2 separate regions of the Mus musculus genome follow, and region 1 is linked to region 2. A link is a contact called in public Hi-C data. All regions are on one chromosome and are shown on one strand. The core of a region is the stretch at or near the end of the contact, and the rest is flanking DNA. Distances in the headings are between cores, read along the strand shown.

Region 1 (3,623 bases), core at 377-2,876, 57 kb after region 2:
TTTGTGGAAAGCTAGAACAAGACCCATGTATTCCCTTGAATAGTTTAGCTCCTTAGATCTATCACAAGGAATAACTCCCCTGGCTCCTTTAGCCTGTATCTGTCACTTTATTCTTGACAGAATATTTCTTTTTGATGGGGAGATCTTGCTCCAAGGAAACAGTTTGTTCAGAAGAGCAAAACATGAACCCGTGAAATTGTGCTCTTGTTTATAAGTGTATTAATAGGTAGGATACACTGGTTTAGAATCTTTAAAATACTATTTAACCAAGTGGATTCCTAAAAGCTGGTGAGGACTGAGTTGTCTTTAGTCCTTTCCTGGATCCATGAGCTAACTGATGCGCGGCCTTGGGTTAGTCACATGAACTCTCTCCCATTTATGTAAGTTCAGTTGTACCAAATGAGAGGGGCAAATACTCTCATAAAGTATTGATGCTCTTTTCTTCCCTATTGGCACAGAAATAAATGTGTGCTAAGTAATTTTTTATCACTTCCTTTTTATTTCCTCTGAGAAGTATACCACAACTAAATAAGAAGTTATCAGTTTACAAATCACTGCATTGTATTGTCAAGACACGTGTAAAGACGTGCATGTCATGGAGCTAGAATTTGCACCTGGGATCTAGGGCTGAACATGACTGTGTGTCCCCTGTGGCCAGTTATTTAACTCCTCTATGTATCTAGTTCATCTGTTCATTAAATGAGAATATACTAGTACTTAGATTTCAGGGATTTTGCATCAATTATAGTACCTAGAACACAGTGGCTCTTAATAAAGCCAATCTATTATTGTTATCTGTCTTTAGATCTAGAGAGCATGTTTTCTTTGACCGTTTTGGGGGAGGGATTGTAAGCAGCTCATAGACAGTGGCAATTTAGCAGAAGTAGAATTCTTCACGATGGCTGCTGTTATATGAAACAGTTTGACGTGTTTACACAGGAGATTATGGAATAATAGTCTAATAGTTTAGAAAATGTGCATCATCAGCATCATGTGAGGACTTTGTAGAAACATGTATCTTGCAGCTCAACTTTAGACAGATCTGTAATCAAACATAATTTGGAAAAATAACAAAGGACTTAATAGTGTAAGGAAAAGTGTATACTACACAGTCTATGCTTTTGAGGTTTTTACATACTAATTCTGTTTTCTTAGGAAATCATTAATTTTATTCATCTGGTAGAATGGTTAGTCTATCTACTTGAAAAGATCTAGAATTACCCAGAAGATGGGCCTCTGGCCATGCATCTGGGGAATTATCTTGATTATGTTAATTGAGGTAAAATGACCCAACCACCTTGGGTTGCACCATTCCTCTTGCTGAGCTCTTAGACTGTAGATGGAAGACGGAAACAGAGCAGCAGCTTGTGTTCAGCCCTCAATACTATCTGATTATGAATGTGGTATGACCAGCTGTTTTAAGCTCTGGCTGCTTTGATTTCCCTGTCATGATGGACCCTTAAACTGTGCATCAGAGTAAGCTGTTTCTCCCTTAAATTGTTCTTGTCAAGGTGTTTTGTCACAGCAAATTAAAGTAAGGAAAGCACCACCCGATGAGTCACCCTAATCCCAGCAGAATGTCTCAGCCCTTACACTCTGTCTGTGGTAGGCTGCCTCCATGCATGCTCAGCACCTGCTCCCTGTCATAAAATCCTCACTTCTGCTACCTGCGAGCCCTATGCATCCTATAGCTATACAGATCACATTATGCTCAACTGATAGCTGCATCTGTGTTTCCATGTCCGAGTACCACCTCCTAGTTTGTCCTAGGAAGCAACGAAACATGTTGCATCATCCCAGACCTCAGGGACACATGCTTTCACTGGCTTACTCCAAGTGAAAACAGTTGAACTGAACGGATCTCAGCCAAGGGCACATCTACTTTTCCTTATTCCCCTTCCACCTTCTTGAGTTGTGAAGACCTTCAAGTCCAGGATAGCTGTGGCTTTCTGTCAGTGTTTGTAAAAATAACCATGTTCAAACAATAAGGCACCGCTTACACCTGCTCTCCATCACCCACGGAAAGACAAGGCTGCTTGCACAGAGGGTCAGCTCACTCGGCTTTCCCCTGCTGAATCCTTAACATTGTATTTTCTGTAAAATGATGTGTTTGTAAAAGACATGCTCAAAACCAGAAACTTTTTAAGTTTGTAAGCTGACAATGACTATTTTTAACTCTGGAAATACTGTTAAAAGGAAAAAAGGCAGAGGTGTAAGACGCAGCAGCACAGGTTTCGTACTGAACTTAAGAACAGTGATGACATTCCCTTCTACCTTAAACCAGTACACAGAGCTAAAGCAGGCACCTCTTGTTCTTGAATTTCCCAGTTGTTCCCTAGCTAATCATTTTATCCAAGGTTTCAGCCTCACCCATCTTCCATGGTCAGAGACCTAGTAAAGGCAAAATAGAAGAAAAACTCACTCCTGTTCAACTCCCCCCCCCCCCCCCCGCACAGCCCTAAGAAGCAAGCATAAGTTTGACTGGTAAGATTTGGTATAAGCCAACCTCCTGCTTTAGAGTTTCTGTGCCCCTGTTCTCTGTCTTCTTAAAAGCGACGTCACTGTTCCTCAGATTTTCTTGGGGAGATGTGAACAAAAGTCCATTTACCATTGATAGGATGCCAACAAGAAGTCAACTTTTCCACCCAACTCTAGCTTGTGTAACTAATAACTTATTGTGGTTACTTACATGAGCATGGTTCAGGGGCTGCTTATAGAAGCAGGAGCCAGTGGTTTCCTGTGGGGTTGGGGGAGCAGGAGTGACCCAAATACAGCTGTATCACTAAGGAGCCCACCCCAGACGGAATAGCAAGGCATGAAAGCTGTATCCAGGGAGCTCCTTGATCACTTTGTAGGCATCTCCACTAAAGAGTAGTCTCTCCCCAACACCAGCAATTGTTTACTGGTTATATAACTTTGTGCCACAAACTTGTGGATCTGTGGGTTTCTGCTCTTTTCACATCTTACAAGTGCTTCCTCTGGAGTGGAATGGTTTAGTTTAGGGAAAGTAGATAAAAACAATGGAATATGAAACTTTGATGCAATCTGGGGCATTTCTTTTATGGGAGGTTAAAATTATCACTTCTTGGTCCTTGGTGATTAATAATTTGGGCAGGGAAATACCAATGTTTCTAGTGCTACCCCCCAAGAGCTCTGTCTCTAGTTGCATGTGTAGCAGAAGATGGCCTAATCGGCCATCAATGGGAGGAGAGACCCTTGGTCTTGTGAAGATCATATGCCCCAGTAAGGGGGAATACCAGGGCCAGGAAGCAGGGGTGGGTGGGTTGGGGAGCAGAGCAGGGGGAGGGTGTAGGGGGCTTTGGGGATAGCATTTGAAATGTAAATGAAGAAAATATCTAATAAAAAAGAATAAATTAGGTAGCATACATTGAAAAAATGAAAGAACATAGCTCCTGTCCTTTCATAGATTCTAACTCTTGATTTTCAATATTGCTGTACAATAGAATAACCTGTAGAGTTAAAGAGTATTGATTTTTTTCTGTCACAGAGATTTTTATTTAGTTGATATAGCTGTGATGTAGGCATCAGAATTTAAAAACAAACAAACAAAAAAAACAACAATAACAAACCATCAAAATTCCCTAGAATTCTGTGATATACTG
Region 2 (3,683 bases), core at 941-3,440:
GAATCCATCATCCCTGTCCAGGCAAACTGAACAGCTGCAAGGCTTGTGCTCTCCCCATTGGCCATTGAGAGCCCCCTCCCCTCTACTGTCTGTCACACCAGCCCCTGTCTGCCAGTCTTTGCCAGTAGTCAGTTAGGCCATACATTTGATCCTGGGCAATGTTGGCTTGTCAGACTCACACACCTCTGTCCTTCTCCTTGCCCAGTAAATCTCAAGTAGGCCAGCAAATTTGTACTCACATTTAGACCTGCATTCCTAGCGAGTCTGGCCCCGAGTCTGGCCCCATTTTTAGCAGTCTGCAGGATGGTTTCTTCCCCAACATCGTAGAAAATTCCTAGTATATACCTATCTCTGTTTGGAAATCACAGGGTGAAGAGAGGGTAGTGCTATTTGAAGTCTAGTTGAAGAGAAAAAACCCAACATGACTAAAGGCCACTCCCAGATCATAGCTTGAACCAAGGGGGAATATAGGTTTTCAGAATCTCTAATGCTGGGTTTTCTTGGACGACTTCTGTTTCTCTATCAGGAGCATGGCAAGCATTTCTGAAGACAAGAATGTGCTCCAATGCTGTAGTTCACTGTCCTTGCTTGTAACTGTAACCCCATTCACTCTCAAGGCAGGTTGCCCACAAGACCTTTCTAGGCATAGAGTCTCCTTTCTAGCTTTCCAGACAGTAATAAGATATCTAGGTCCCAAAGAGATGGACACACACTTTCCTGTTCCAAAATGTGATGGCGGTGGGGGTGTGTGTGCAGTATGGGAGACCGGGAGGTCATTGCTACTTTATCCAGTGTGCACTTCCTTCCTGGAGAATGCTACATGCTTCTGGTCACTGGCGAGGGGGCAGATGGCACCTCTGTTTCCTGCACCATTCTCTTCTCTGCTCACCCAGGGTCCTTCAACAAGCCAGTGGATGTGTGTGCTTCTCTTGGGGGTGGGGGGTGGGGTGGGTAGGGACTGGACACAGCAGACCCAGGCTGCAGTTCCCTCACTCTGCCTCTGTGAATTTCTCATCCAAACCTCAATCACGTAGGATTGCGTAGAGAGGAGAAAAGGGGAGAGACAGAGACAGAGAGGGGGGAGAAGGGTGTCGGGGGGGGGGGTGGAGGAAGGAGAGAGTCTGGGAGCAGTGGGCGCGAGAAAAGGGAGCAAGACTCAAGCGCGGCTCTTTCCAGCTCTCCACAAGCCCAGCCCCTAATTCAGTCCCACCAGGAAAGCTTCCCAGCTCCTTAAGAGCCAGAGTAACTCCAACCTCTGCTTGCTCCCTGTCCCACTCGCCTTCTCAGAGGCTGCTGTCGGCTCTGCCTGGAGTTTCCTGCGGAGCTAGCGCTTTGGGGGAGACAGCCCGCGGCGGCGCCCCGAGCTTCTGCCCATGAATGGGACTCCGCCCTGAGCGCCCCCTCCCGGTCTAGGGGAGGCGGCGGGGGGCGCCCCGCGATCCCGCGGCTCCCAGCCGCCGCCAGCGCAGCAAGTTGGGCTAGTTGGTGGCCGCCGGCACCTGCCTCCTGTCCCCGGCCCCAGAGTCCGCTCCCGGCCCGGGGAGTCCAGGTGGCACGCGCGGCTACCTCCCGCAGTCTCCCAGGGCGGCCTAGGGAACCTGCCTGCGCCCGGGCACCAGACCATGGTGGGCAGCTGCGACCCAGAGCCGCAGCCGCCGCGAGCCGACGTCGCCCTCCACCAGCCCCCGCCCCACCCGAGCGGACGCGCGGGGGCTCGCAGCGCGCGGTCACTTCCTTCCACGGCCGGGATGGGCGGCGCGGGACCGAGCGAGCGGCCCAGCGGCGGCCGGGTAACCCCTATCTGAGCTGCGGCCGGGAGCTGTCGACCGCCGGGGCGTGTGAGCCTGGGGTCCCGGAGGCGCGGCGATGACCTGATCCCAAGTCCGCCAGGGCGCCCGTCCCTCGCTGCCCAGGTCGCTCGGAGCCTGTGCGGAGACCGGCTTGGTGCGGCGGCTCGGGCGCACGGTGGCAGGGAGCTCCGGTGAAAGGCGTGTGGGCGCCGAGCTGGGGAGGACACCTTCGGCAGCTTTGCCTTTGGAGGGGCTTCTGTAAACTACTGAGTCATTCCAGATTTAGGATTTCCTAAATAATCACCAACTGTGCCCGTCTCATGCCGGAACGCAGGCAGTGAGAGCGGGAGCGCCTGCTCTCGGGACCCCGCGGATCCCCGGGGTGCTTGGCCCTCGAGGATCTCCCTCTCTCCCTCCCCCTCCCTCGTCTCCCGCTCTCTTTGCAGTGCTGCTGGAGGAGAGGCGCGCTCACCGCAGCTGGAAACAGCTGCACCCCCCCTCCCGCCCCGCCCCGCGCCCCTACCCCGAGTCTGGTTAACCGCTCCCACTTCTCGCCTCTTGGAATTCTAGAAGTGGGGGTGCCGGCCCCCGGAGAACCGCAGCCGGTGCGATGCATTTCGTAGACCTCACCCAGCTGGGACGGACCTCCTAATCTTCAGAACCGCGGGCCACAGGGAGTTAAATTGCTGCCTTCCTCTTCTCTGTCGCGGTTGGTGGTTCGTTTTCTAAAGGAACGTTTTATTCACTTTTTACTATATATATTTTTAAGCTGGGGGCTCGCTTCTAGCCTCGGTCCAGACTCTGCCTTGTAAACGGGTTTCTATGTATATATGTGTAGGTATACTTTGGACACCTTACAACGCTTGCGCCTCTCCAACCGGGGCACAGCTTGTTATTTTGGACATCTTTTCCCCCCTTTCCACTTGGTACCCTGAACGCAGTGTGACCAAACTCCCTACTGCCCTTTGGACGTGGATCGCTTTGGGGTGCAAGTTTGGGGTGCAAACGTCTACTTCGCAAGAAGGCCTGGGACCGCCCCGCCCCCGCCGCCAGTGGTTGGGGAAGTTTACATCCGGATTTTCACACGTTTTGTTGCCACTGCCCAGACTCTGACTAACCTTGTGGGCTCCAGGTTTTCGATACTGCAACCTCCTCAAATATTAGCACTGCCTCCCCGCGCCTGTCCTATTCCTCCAGGCCCCCGAGGTCCTGCCCTCATCCCGGCGGAGCAGGAACCCGAGGGCGCAGTGGAGCCCGGGGCCTCGGGCCCGCGCTGAGCAGCTATGGCTGCGGCGATAGCCAGCTCCTTGATCCGGCAGAAGCGGCAGGCGAGGGAGTCCAACAGCGACCGGGTGTCGGCCTCCAAGCGCCGCTCCAGCCCCAGCAAAGACGGGCGCTCCCTGTGTGAGAGGCACGTCCTCGGGGTGTTCAGCAAAGTGCGCTTCTGCAGCGGCCGCAAGAGGCCAGTGAGGCGGAGACCAGGTTAGTAGCAGTCAAATCAGTGGGCTCCCCAGAGGCTGACGCCCCCCATCCCCTTCCTTCAAAGCTTCTGGGAATTGCTCATGGATGGGAATCAGAATTCCTTTCTTCCATGCTGGCCCACCTTCTTTCAACAACCCTGTGTCAGTTAATAGCTTGTCCCATATTCGGGAAAACACTTTCTGCTTTCATCCACCGACAGTCTAGTATGAGGGTCACTTGTATAGGTGCATCTGGGTTCCTTTATCTGGTAAAGCCCTGGAGGGCACTAGTTCGTTCGATTGTTCGTTCTTTCATTCATCCATTCATTCACGCGCCACCCATTGTTCTACCCACCCCTCCATCTACCTACAGAGTAGTCATACTACCTACGGAGAGTATGAAAACAAATAAAGGTCTTTATACTCCTCATAA

Evidence for each region. Hi-C and Micro-C count contacts between places; a contact is called where the count stands out from the background.
Region 1: a Hi-C map of olfactory sensory neurons shows a contact between it and region 2, with 3 times the contacts expected there. The contact joins the enhancer-like site here to the promoter of Fgf12 in region 2. A contact is called at or near these places in 1 of 484 Hi-C or Micro-C datasets (olfactory sensory neurons) and 1 of 9 other capture datasets (pancreatic islet).

Annotation. Positions count from the first base shown.
Region 1 is chr16:28,387,289-28,390,911 of GRCm38.p6, reverse strand. All of the region lies in intron 2 of Fgf12 (fibroblast growth factor 12), which reads left to right. Among named protein-coding and RNA genes, the nearest start is that of Fgf12, 57 kb to the left of the region's middle. Within about 2 kb of position 1,626, at least 9 of the 459 cell types and tissues checked have an H3K27ac peak or open chromatin away from gene starts, as enhancers often do. A contact at or near this core is called in olfactory sensory neurons, where this site is marked.
Region 2 is chr16:28,444,582-28,448,264 of GRCm38.p6, reverse strand. It overlaps Fgf12 (fibroblast growth factor 12), which reads left to right and starts at 2,190. Exons shown (of 5, transcript NM_183064.5): 1 at 2,190-3,272. The coding sequence starts at 3,074.